2 separate regions of the Xenopus laevis genome follow, and region 2 is linked to region 1. Evidence: chromatin contacts called from public Hi-C data. All regions are on one chromosome and are shown on one strand. The core of a region is the stretch at or near the end of the contact, and the rest is flanking DNA. Distances in the headings are between cores, read along the strand shown. Region 1 holds the start of hes4.L (hes family bHLH transcription factor 4 L homeolog). Region 2 has its middle 86 kb from the start of hes4.L.

The links. Hi-C and Micro-C count contacts between places; a contact is called where the count stands out from the background.
Region 2: a contact with region 1 is called in a Hi-C map of the XTC cell line, with 2.9 times the contacts expected there. The contact joins the enhancer-like site here to the promoter of hes4.L in region 1. A contact is called at or near these places in 2 of 4 Hi-C or Micro-C datasets (the XL177 cell line and the XTC cell line).

What each region holds. Positions count from the first base shown.
Region 1 is chr7L:90,954,687-90,960,871 of Xenopus_laevis_v10.1, reverse strand. hes4.L (hes family bHLH transcription factor 4 L homeolog) reads right to left here and starts at 4,118. Exons shown (of 4, transcript NM_001088692.1): 1 at 3,897-4,118; 2 at 3,687-3,782; 3 at 3,344-3,431; 4 at 2,271-3,139. The coding sequence starts at 4,004. The coding sequence ends at 2,598.
Region 2 is chr7L:91,039,889-91,045,978 of Xenopus_laevis_v10.1, reverse strand. No RefSeq gene overlaps it. Among protein-coding and RNA genes, the nearest start is that of hes4.L, 86 kb to the right of the region's middle. Within about 2 kb of position 3,343, at least 2 of the 7 cell types and tissues checked have an H3K27ac peak or open chromatin away from gene starts, as enhancers often do.

The DNA of each region.
Region 1 (6,185 bases), core at 2,869-5,368:
CCAGCAGTATGCAGATGTGTCAGGTGTGGAGGCTACATTTGTGCGGCCCCAATCTAGTTTCTGATTGAACTAGAAATGCCTGTGTGCCATGATGCTAAGAATACCAGAACGCCAGAATACATGCTCAATAAAACATAGTCAGATTAATCCTGCAGTGTCTCAATCAATATGCCTCATTTAAATAAATAAATTCAAATCTGGGGGAATCTGTTCATATGAGTAGTTCTCTCTGGAAAGCTGCAGTTTAAGCACCACTCAGACCCTGGAAATGCCTAAGTGGTAGGAGGTGTGGGGAGACAGACTGTGGTGGAGAGAAGGTCAGCTGTGAATTATGTGAGAGTGTGTGTTTTATTAGGCAGACACCAGCTGCTAGTCCCACAGGAGAGTGCCTCATGTCTGGGGAGGGATTCGGTTACAAGCACGGGATGTATAGCGTTTCAAAGGCTGACTGTGCTTTCCTCGAGATGGATCTCACAGTACAAATATGGGAAAAGCTTCATACAGAATGAAGGAGGGGTAAGGTTACTAGAAGATCCGAAATATGCAACCCATTAACCTTTGAGGAATGAAAGCTGCATATTCAGGTGTGGATCCCATGACTGGAGGGAGTGTGGCATTTGAATGGTTATGCAGAGGTCGAGAGAAGAGCAGACAGTGTTTTAAGACTTGTGCAGGGGGTGGTGCATCTCACCCAGTATAATTTAAGGTTCAAGGAAGGATCCTGGGCTGTCATTAAGCTGTCAATTTTGTTTGCCACTTTATGTAGCCAAAAAAGCGCCCTCTAGGGGTAGAATCTAGCGTTGCACACAGCCACTCAGTCATTTGACCTATGCTAATCACTTTGCAGGACAGATTTAAAACTTCAGTGGAGGGGGTTGTTGCATGGCAGATGCCCTTTTTTTATCGTCGTCAAAAATGGCAGCCAATCTACCAGGGCCTACCCCATATCCACTACTGAGGGTGGTTAAGCGTGTAGACGCAGGACCGTCCGCGCACGCGCGTCCTTGTTTGCGCACGCGCGTCCTCGTTTGCGCACGGCGTTACGGGGGTGCTGGACTCGACGTTGCCGGCCAGGTTACCGGCATTGGCCGGCACGGCAATCTAGAACTGTATATGGGCTAAAAATGCTAACACACCCCCACCTTGCCGAATGGTATCACCCAGTTATTAAACCTGTCTGGTTGAAGTCGTTGTTGTACTAGATCTACAGTGAAAGGGTTATGGGGAACAGCTGGAAAGCAGCAGGTTGACGAATGGATGTGGGATATAAAGGAATGGTGTGGAAGTGCCGGTGATGAAAGTGGCAGATCGCATTGCATTTAGCAGCGGCAGATAATGGGAATCAGTGTAGGTGTCTCGCCCCCTCTCTTTATCTTCCCACACGACAAACAGCGAAACCTTCACACTTGGCTGAGCTTCAAGTGCAGCCGGTGAGTCATAATAAAGTGCGCAAAACAAATGCCTTTCCCCAATGGTCCCCTGCGCGCTGAAATTAAACGGGATTGTTCTGTTTACAGCGGGGCCTTTGTCAGGACAGGCGCGGGGCCGGTAACAGTGTATGTGCGGGAAGCACCTTAACCCCCTCCCGGCTCAGTTCCCAGGCAACTCAATAGGGATCCCAAGCTTCCCCGGGAGCCCGCTGCATAATAGATGAGATCTTTTATACCTTTTCTTTATCTTCTGCCACAAAGGGGCTTCATTCTAATCTCAACCCCCCCCCCCACACACACACACACCTCCTTCAGGGGACAGTGACTTTTTTTTCACAATTTTGAAGGAATTCCAAGCACTACTGTCATTGATTAATGGATATAGATTTCTCATAGAAAATGCAATAATTCTATAATTTTCAACGGAATGTGTCAGGGCAGCCCACATTCCTCCAATATGCCCTATAGGAATGCTATCAGCCTTTGTCATTTTGCTACTGGCATTCCTAGGCATTTATCATGGTTCCCATGGGCAGAGTGATTCCCTCATTCCGATCTGTCCTATTGTGCGATTATTATAGTCACTTATGTGTCACGTGTCTTTAGCCTGGGCTAAGCATATGCTTTAATAACTGTGGTAGCTACTAGGGCTCTATATAAACACTTAAAAATAAGCTGTAGCGTTCTACTGGCAGTGATATGTATTGCCTGGCACTTATTTCTTATATAAAACTGATCAATCACAGCAAGGGGCCTATGTATTTTATTATGGCACTCGCCATTAGACTGATAAGTGATCTCACACAACCCCCCATATAATCCAAGCACCACACAACTGGATTCAAATGAAAAAGAGTTTATTAAATAAAACTCCTGCATGTTCGGAAAGTTTTTGACACAAAAACCAACACAATAACTTTGGCATTACACATTTTTCTGTACGCAATTGTACAAAACTAAAAAAAAAAAAAAAAAAAAAAAAAAGAAATCTCAGCAAAAGAGCTTTGTTACAAAAATGGGTCATCTACACAAGTTTGTTTTTTTTATTAAAGAATAAAAAAGCGAAATCCCCATATTTGGAAATAAATAGTTTTTTTGTGCGGATTGTCTTTAAGGCAGGGTCCCATAGAACGGAACCAACATATACACAGTCGGCTGATCGCGTTATCACCATGGTCGCCACACGGACTCAGCGCTGTCTGCTCTGGTGCTGCCCCCTAGAGGGCTGACGGCTTGCGCCATGTGAGGCATCTTGTGGGCGAAGCTGGTGAGTCCCTGCACTGGAGACTGGCTCGGGGGGCCGCCGGGGGATGTCGCGTTGGCATATAGAGGGATAACAGGTCCGGGGCTGGAGGTATAAGCTGGGTTGGGAATGAGGAAAGCAAACTGGCCGTCAGTAGCTGGCACTAGCTGGAAGCCTCCCTGGAATACTTTGGGGGAGATGGCCTCTGCTGGGTTCACCTTACAAGGCATGGGCACGGGGGTGCTGGAAGGGAGCTGCACATGCACTGGTTGTTGGCTGGAGGGGGGTTGCTGGTAATTCATGGCTACGATCTGTCCCAGGCAGCTGGACAGGTGACCGAGAAGCCTGGTCCTCACTTCGGTGTTGACGCCCTCGCAGGTAGAGAGGAATCGGGTGACTTCGTTCATGCACTCGTTAAATCCGGCTCTGTACTTTCCCAGAACTGAGGGGTCGGCTGTTAGAGCGGCTGTAAGGGAGAGCAAAAAGGGGTTATTGCACTGATCCCAATGCTAAATCACTGGCACTAACTCAAGCTCACTGGGCCCCTGTTACTGAGACTGACACTGATGTACAACCCGCTCCCCTCACCCAGCATAGTGACTAGCAACGGAAGGAGAGCAGCCCCAGCATCCCACCAATACAATAACATGTGGCTCATCCATGTATTTACCTGTCATTTGCACTCGCTGCAGGTTCCGTAGGTGCTTGACTGTCATTTCCAGGATATCAGCCTTTTCCAGTTTAGAGTGTCTGGAGCTCTGCGGGGAAATACAAGGGATCATGAATATCTATAGGCGTGAGAGGCTTCATAGCAGGCACCATATATATATATAAATATCCATTACACATCTATACCAGGGGGATTACTTTCTGCCACTTCTCGGTAGTTATTGTAATTAGGAATATTTCTGTATCTCAAAAGCAGCTTGAGTAAGGCAGCTATGAAGCAGAGGGTGCACAGTGCTATATATATATATACATATGAGGGGTATATGATCCAGAGAGGAACTTACATCTTTTTTTAGCGCATCCAGGATGAGGGTCTTGAGCTGCCCCAGGCTCTCGTTGATTCGCGCTCTCCTGCGCTTTTCCATGATGGGTTTGGACGACTGTAAAACAGAGAGGAGAGACAATTGAGCGACTCACTCACTTAGCGCCAGTCGGCAATATTCCTGGTGGGCAAGTTCAGGATGAACAGGTCATCACCACAGAGCGACATTTACCTTTCTGTGCTCGCTGGCACTCTTGGGTTTATCCGGAGTCTGCGCTGAGTTGGCTGGTGCCCCTGCAATGGGGGAGGCTGTCGGCTTCTCCATACTATCTGCAGGCATGTTCAGATGTTGTATCCGGATAGGGCTAGTGATGCGGATGTTGCTATGGCCAGTGCAGAGGCGAGTGCTGTGTGTATGAGGCTTGGCTGGATCATAAACCCTCAGCCTGGATTGTATCTCACTCTGATCTCCCAGCCTGCGGGCTCTGCCTCTATTTATACTCCGCGCTGCTGCTCCCCATTCGTGTGAAACCTTCAGTGCATTCTTTCCCACACTCTCCTCGGCCAATCACAAGCGCAGGCTCGCCCACTACGCATTCCTATTGGATAACCGGCACCCTCCCTAACTTTGCAACCTCCACTCACCCCCTCCTCTCACTCCAACCCCCACAAGCAGACTGCCAGTCACGCGCTTGGCTCATAGCAGGCGCCGGGGATCGGGCAGGGAGTGAAGCCCAGTGCCGAGCAATGCGCACCATTCTGGAACATATATTACAGCAACATATTATAACTTGCATTATACACACGTGCACATAGCAGGGGAACCGCCTGGCACATATCTCAGTCCCTTTAGGGAAACCCCCCCAGACCACTCGTTGATCTTGTTACACATACAAACATTCCATAGATAATAATGTTTATTTCATAGCAAGTATTATATATAATTGCACCAGTTGATGCTGCTGCGATTTATTGCCACAAACCAATGGCTACACTGGGAGCTCTTGTGATCACATCTATGTGTCACTACCGTATACCTAATTATGAATAAACAATAAAAAAATGATCATATTCGGGGTTACTAGCATCAGCCTTCTAATTTAAAAGATGGAATATTGAAATTGCCCTACAGATTTTGTTGCACATCAATTCTTGGATTGGACTGTTTTACTCTGCACTGCTCCATTTGGTTCCACTTTCCTAAATAACAATGATGGGAAGTGTTTCAACTTTACAAACCTTATTATTATATATGTGCAACGTATTATCGCTCTATAACACACCATTATCATCAACGTAGAAAAAAAGAGGTTCCCAAGACAATGGCATGTGCGTACATTGCAACGTTCATTATGTAAAACCACGAGTTCAAAGCGAGCTTGTCCAACTCTGCAGCAATGTTACTTTTGGCTCACAAATATGTTTTGAAATTGAGAAGAAATTGAGGCTGAGACCTAACTGGATCTGAGTATTGATGTTCAAACTAAGGCTTCAGATTGGTATTTACTGTAAACAGGCAACCGTTTCTTTACGCTGTCCTACAATTCAGTTTTAAAAAAACCAAAACAAAAAGTTTTCAGGAAGAAAAAAAAAAGAAAGAAAGCGTTTCCATCAATCTTCTGTCTTGGGAACTGTTTGCGTTTATTGATTTGTTCTGTGCGAATGGAGGTTTCATAGTCACTGTCCCACTAGCTGTTACTAAGCACAGTCCCAGGAGCAACAGCATTTCATGGATAAATACTTCCCAAAAGCAGAAGTAAAAAAAAGAAACAAAAATATGAATATTATCTATGTATGAATGGCTTTGGGATTTGTAAGAAATCATCTTCTGTTTAGCCCAATACCCCTTTTTCTCCAGTTTTTTTTTTACAGGGGTCCTGCAGAAACCTGCAAGTCTGCTCTTGCTAATGAATGTAATGTTTTTGCTCACTGTGGAATGCAAATAAATGCTAATGTGTATATAGGTAGCAAGAGTAGGTGCTAAACTTAACACATTAGTGCCAATGTGCTAAGCAACACTATTAAAATGAAACAGGTTTCTCCAGGGATCGGTGGAGCTCAGTGCTCATAAGTACAAAATTGCTCCAGTGCAGTAACCCATAGCAACCTAAGCATAATTAGCTTGAGTCATTCTTGTGTGCAGAGTAGGGCAATTCCCATGAATTATAACGATAAGCACCCTTGTAGTCTTCAGTCTGATACTGTATAGCCCCTAAACTGATTAAGGTTTTTGCACTTCTATGATATTGCACTATTACTGGGGGTAGGCTCTGTATTAGCTTGGCGTGTAAAAGCTTTGTACTCTCATAACTGGCTAAATACCTTGTTACTATAAAGTGTGAGCGCTAAGGCCGACTGCGCAAGATTCACTAAATATTTGCGCTGTCGCTGCTTTGCCTTGAAAGATGCTGATCACATGCGCTGTCCACGAGAAACACCCCGTAATACATATTTGTGAGCGTTCTATAAACACTTTAATTTTAGTAATCAGAGTAAAATGAGCGCAAAACATAAAAGGGGC
Region 2 (6,090 bases), core at 2,094-4,593, 86 kb before region 1:
TTGCAGCTGTGATGACATTTGGGTGTCGCCCCCTTGTTTCTCACGCTTTCCTTGCCAAACCGTCTAGCCGCTGGTCAGCAGCCAAGGGTGAGGTCTGTGGGCCCCCACTCTTTGTGTACATGGGGAAGTGAGCCACGGTTTCCCCTGACGGTTTTCCCTGACAAGGTCATCTCAGCAGGCTCAGCAACGCCTGCACACACTGACAGCAGCAAAACAGATTAGAGGAAAGTAAGGCACACGGGTGAAGCTCTTGCTCCCCTCCTTTTTTATTTTACCAGTCATGGAGGAGTAGGAGCTGTGTGAAAGAAATCTGCAACTGATACTCACAGGCTGCATCTGAAATATATGACCTTCTTGTTGTCACTTTATAAAGTTACTCGGATTTAGGCATCTAGTTTTACCAGTAACTACAGGATAATAAATCCCTGATTTGTCTTTTTCCATCAACGCTAATGAGCATTTATTTCCATCTGAGGTTCTTTTCTGCTAAACACGGGACATGGAACTGAGGAACATGGAAGCCACATGAAGGCCGACTTGACACTCTCAAAAAAAACAGTTTAACTTTCTTAAATATGTCCTTCAAATGTTCATCATGTCTGTGAAGAAAGTAACCCCTTTCTGACTGGGTGGCCTTTATGTAAATTTCATGCCGCGACACTCTGAGATTTATTTTACAGGGTTTTTGTCCCAATTCCCTTTGGTAACTCTTTTGGCTTTGTGACAAGCAATGGTTATTGACGTCTCTGGTAAAAAGCCAAAACCCTGGTTGCCCCCATAATACTGTGAGTCATTTATTCCAAGATGTGTGCTGACATGAATCCGTTATACAAGCTGAAAGAAGAGGTTCAGGAGACAAAAGAATAGGGATGGCAACTGTTTTAACATATCTGCAGTCGGCTCCAACTGTCATTCATCATGACCTGATCTTTAGAAAGGGACATCCCAGTGGCTGGTATACAAGCAGCAATAGTGCCAACAATTTTACAGTTGTCTGGTGCCACTGATGTCTAAAGGTACTGCCACGTATGGAGATTTGTCACTTACGGTTAAGTTTGCCCAGAAATGCTGGCCCACTGGCAATAAAGTAAATCACAGATAGGAAAACAAATGGCTGTAGGTAGGTTATCCATTATCCAGAAAGCTCCAAATTACGGAAAAGCCGTCTCCCATACACTCCATTATAAGCAAATTTCAAATTTTTAAAAATTATTCTTTTTCTCTGTTATAATAAAACAGTACCTTGTACTCGACCCTAACTAAGATATAATTAATCCTTATTGAAGGCAAAAGAATCCTATTGGGTTTATTTAATATTTAAATGATATATTAGTAGATTTAAAGTATGGAGATCCAAATTATGGAAAAAACCCAGGGCCCAAGAATTCTGCATAACAGGCCCTACACTTGTGCAATGATCAGTTGCACCTTTCAAGCTTTTCAGCAGTTTCTATATGTTTAATTGGGTGAACACAACCACGGCAGCTATGTGAGGTAAGACAGTGGCTGTAGATGGTGATCCAGTGTGGATAAGGAATTATTTTGCTGTAACAGCTGCCATGTGAACATATTCCATAGCAGTGAGTGAAGAGAAGCAGTGACCTGATGTACCCAGAACACTACAGCATCCTGTCCTAAGGCACAACCTGTAATTCTACCCTATCATTCCATATAATCGTATTAAATATTTATTCTGTTCTATTCTTTCATTTGCCCTTATCCATTTTACAGTTAACAGGCAGCTGTTTTGCTGGTCTTGTCAGCACAATGACTGAAACTATTCAGGTTAGCTCCTCACTCTCTCTCTTTCGCTGTCTTTATTATGGTAAGACGAATGAATAAAAAATTAATGATACAGTCATTTTAATTCCAGCAAATGCAAGCCATGCACCATTAACTTTCTGTTACTGTACTGTTCCCTATAATGTATAGAGGGAATAATCTTCCCCACTCTGCCTTTTATTCCCCTGTGCTATCTATCTACTCACTGGGCATACTATGATCCATTTTGCTACAGAAAAAATACTACTACAAATATTTTTTAATAAAAAATGTAAATACATTAACCTCAAAATTATTTCCGTTCACTACTTCCCTCAACCAGAAACTGCCAACTGGTGCTCTCATATTAAGCTTCTCACCAATCTCATTTTACACTTGGAATTTCTGTTCCCCCCTTGTTCCCACATTCCTCTCTCAGTCCCCTATCCAACCCCATCCAACCAGCCTTATCTTACATACATATATTACAGCATATTATTATCAATTATTACACACCCCAGACTGTACTGTCTTCCATGCAGCTAAACTAATTACCCATGTAAACTATATATGTGTTTGTCATCAACCTTACTTATCCTACACACTATAGGGGAATTCACAGAAGTGGAGGTGGCAAGAAAATGCAGTGAAAGTACAGTGAACGGTAATTTATGCCAAAACATCATCTAGCAACTTATTTGCAAATTTCCCATTTTCTGTACACCCCTTTACCTTTTTTATAAGTGAAAATTTTATGTTTTTTTCGCATATTAAATGCCATCTTTCAGAATTTGAGGTTATTAATGCATTATTAATATATTACTAATGAATAAACCCCTCATCCCAGACATATTTAATATGCACTAATTTCTGTGGAACCATGATTTAATGTATGTATATGTATTGATAATTCGATGTTTAGCATCGGGATCGGATGTTTTAAAGTATAAAGGCAAATCTTCGTTATTCAGGAAAGTTTTCATTTGCATATGTGTATATGTTTTTATAGGTTCCACTACACCCCTCAGGCCCAAATAAAATCACTAAACATGTGCATATGTTGTAGAACTCATATTCCCATATGCATTAAAAAGCACTAAGGTGCAGTAACCAATAACAACCAATACAACCAGTAAATGTTAGCTGCTGATTGGTTGCTATGGGTTACTGCAACTGGGCAAAATAATGCCTTTTATTACATATCGGGGTAAGTGCCTTTTAATACATAACCCCTATGAGTGATAAGCACATGTTGAAACCCCCATAGGGGGTATATACCCTAATATACCCATATATTAGATATTGATATGTAATACATTGTACTTGTATAATGCTTATATGTCCACTCAGCACTGTAAGAGAAAAAGTGGAAAAAATTCAACATTTATATTTGCATTATAGGTGATGTCAACTTAGTCAAATTCATCATTTTTCTAAAAAGCTCAGACTCTAATTGCATTGATTGTAATGGCAGTCCAGTCTGAGTGCAGCTGTGCATGATTTTCCCTGCTCTGTATGCTTCGTATCTCTCCTCTCTCCTCCTGTTTAGCTGCCTCCCACCTCTCCCACCAGCAGCACATTGTTCCCAGAGCTGCTAAATTGTGCAGAGCAGGGAGGCCCTGGCACTTGACATGCTTCCTACCTCAGAGGAGGTGCTGATCCCCCTCCACTCCCTCCCTGCTTCCTCCCAGAGGTTCCTCCTGGAGAATTTAATGACGCTCAGAGATTAAAGTCCTTCTCCCCCCTCACATCTTCCTCTCACCGCCTCAGCTGCAGGCCCGGAAACAGCACTCCAGCTGCTGCTTATTACAGAAGGAATGTCTGTCTGGGGAGTGCGAGAGTGCTGCCAGATCTTTCTCACAGTAACTAACCCTATGGGTGGATTCGATTAATGTATGAGCTGTTGGAGGGAATTATAACATAAGGATAATACACTAAAAATAAAATGATTTTGCTACATCTATAGTGAACTTAATATTGTACTTATAGTCCTAATACTGGAGTTCTTACATGGGTATATCCATAGCAATAAACATGACGTTTTAACTAGGGATGCACCAAATACTGCTTTTTAGGGTTTGGCTGATCTAGGGGTATGGATTTGGGCAAATACTGAATCATTTTTTTCAGTTATATAGATTCTGTTCGGCCAGGGTCTTGAATTCACCCGAATCTGAATCCTGATAAAAATAGCTAAGTCTTGGCTGAATCCCAAACCTAATCCGCGATTCAATGCATCCCTATTTCAAACCTTCTGCTCCACTATTTTTGACTTTGGACTAAACTAAGACCTTCAGATATGAGGTGGTACAGCTCGGTGCATCAGGTAAAAACATTTGCTTCAAGGAAAAAAGTTGTTCAAATAAGTTTTTCATGTCTGGACAGAGCTGTATTAAGGCACCAAATCATTGGTGGGCTCCCTCTCCACTCCCCACAAAAAATGTTGCTCTGACCCAAACCACCATAAATAACAGAACCCCACCACCCCACTAAATACTGACTTTCTATGGCACCAGCATGCTGTTTCCTAAGACATGTTGTTTTGTTTAACTTTAAAGCTAAACAAACAGTGTCGGACTGGGCCAGCAGGACACCAGGAAAAAACTCAGTGGGCCCTGGGTTTCATGGGCTCCGCCAACCAAGGCTCAGTCCACCATAATGAATTAGGCCCACTCTACTGCTCCACTGCCAGACCGACCCCTCTCCCTAATGACAGGCAGAAAGTTCAGGACATGGGAGGTAAAAGGTACAGGGCATGTGGGACGCCAGGAGGGGAGACCTTGAAGGAACCTAAGGTTACATATTCACAGACTTACATTTGTACCCATAGGAACAGACACCAAAGCTGACAATATTACAGTTGTAGCTGTGTACCCCATAGCATCCATTCAGCATAGCGCTGACCACTAAAATGAGCATTCCCAAGTTACCCCTGTCTGACAGTGCAAGCATCTCCCATAGGATCCATTTTTTACTTTCAGAAGAATGGGAAGCATTTGCCGGAGGGGAATGTCATTTTGCCCACCAATTCCCCCCACCAAGCTAACAGAGGTGCTTAAAACATCTTGTATAATATTAGCCTTAGAGTAATGAAAAAATCTAATTGATATGAGTTATGCTATGCTATATTTAGTTACAAAGGGCATGTGAAATACTGCAAGACTGCAGAATTGTTGGCATCAATGCAGTGATAATCCTGATGATGGAAAAGAACCAAAAGCAGATATTAACAGAGCATTATTGTGTAGAGGGCTTCCTTGCTTGCTAAGGAATATGATAATATCCCAACATGCTTATTTTTTCTTAAAAGAATTGTTCAGTGTAAAAATAAAAACTGGGCAAATAGATAGGCTGCGCAAAATAAAAAAATTTTTTTCAATATAGTTAGTTATTCTATAAAGGCTGGAGTGCCCTCATGCCCACCATTGTTTATCTATAGTGCCCGTACAGTATTTCCCCCAGTACAAAGCAAAAAATGCCTAGCTGAATAAAGATTATAAAAATAATCTCCTTTCATAGGAATATGATTCTTCTATGCAAAAAAAGTTATATCCAGGCATATCTCTAAATCATAAGCACATGTTTTGTACAGTCCTATAAGTACATCTGGAGTGATTATTTATAATAGGAAGAAAGCAAGTGTATACAGATGGGCTCTCCATTACAAGCACATGCCAGTCTTATTTATGGAACAAACCTTCCTAATACTCTATGTTGACCAGTTCCTCAATTGAACATAGGGTTTTTATGAATATTAGACCCACAATGCCCACATTGCTCCTGCACGCTTTTTTACAAATATTTTAACACAGGCATGGGATCAGTTTTCTGGAAACCCATTATCCAGAAAGTTCAGCATTATGTGAAGGCAGTCTTCCATGGGGAGAAATTTACTAAAGGGCGAGTGACTAATGCTGGCGTAACTTCCCTAGCAAAGGAGATAGACTCTAGCGGTACTTCACACCCTAACGCCAGACGAAGTTGCGCTTTGGAGAACGAACGTAACTACTATAATTCACTCAGATGGAGATTTGACTAAACGTTACCTCTTGCTCCAAACTTGCCTTCGCCAGCTGAGACCAGGCGATGTGCAATAGAGTAAATAGTTGAAAAATGTTCTAAGTCCCAATAAACGCTGGCGTCTTTTTCTTTTTACAGTAAACTTAGCCAGCGTTTGGACGCAACCAGATTTTAGTGAATTAGCGTTGTCCTGGCGAATCTATGCCTGGCTAAGTGTTGCGATGTCAGCGAAGCCTTAGCTGGCGCAACTTTGGAGGTTAGTAAATTTGATCCATAGACTCCTTTTATCCAAATAATCCAAAATTTTAA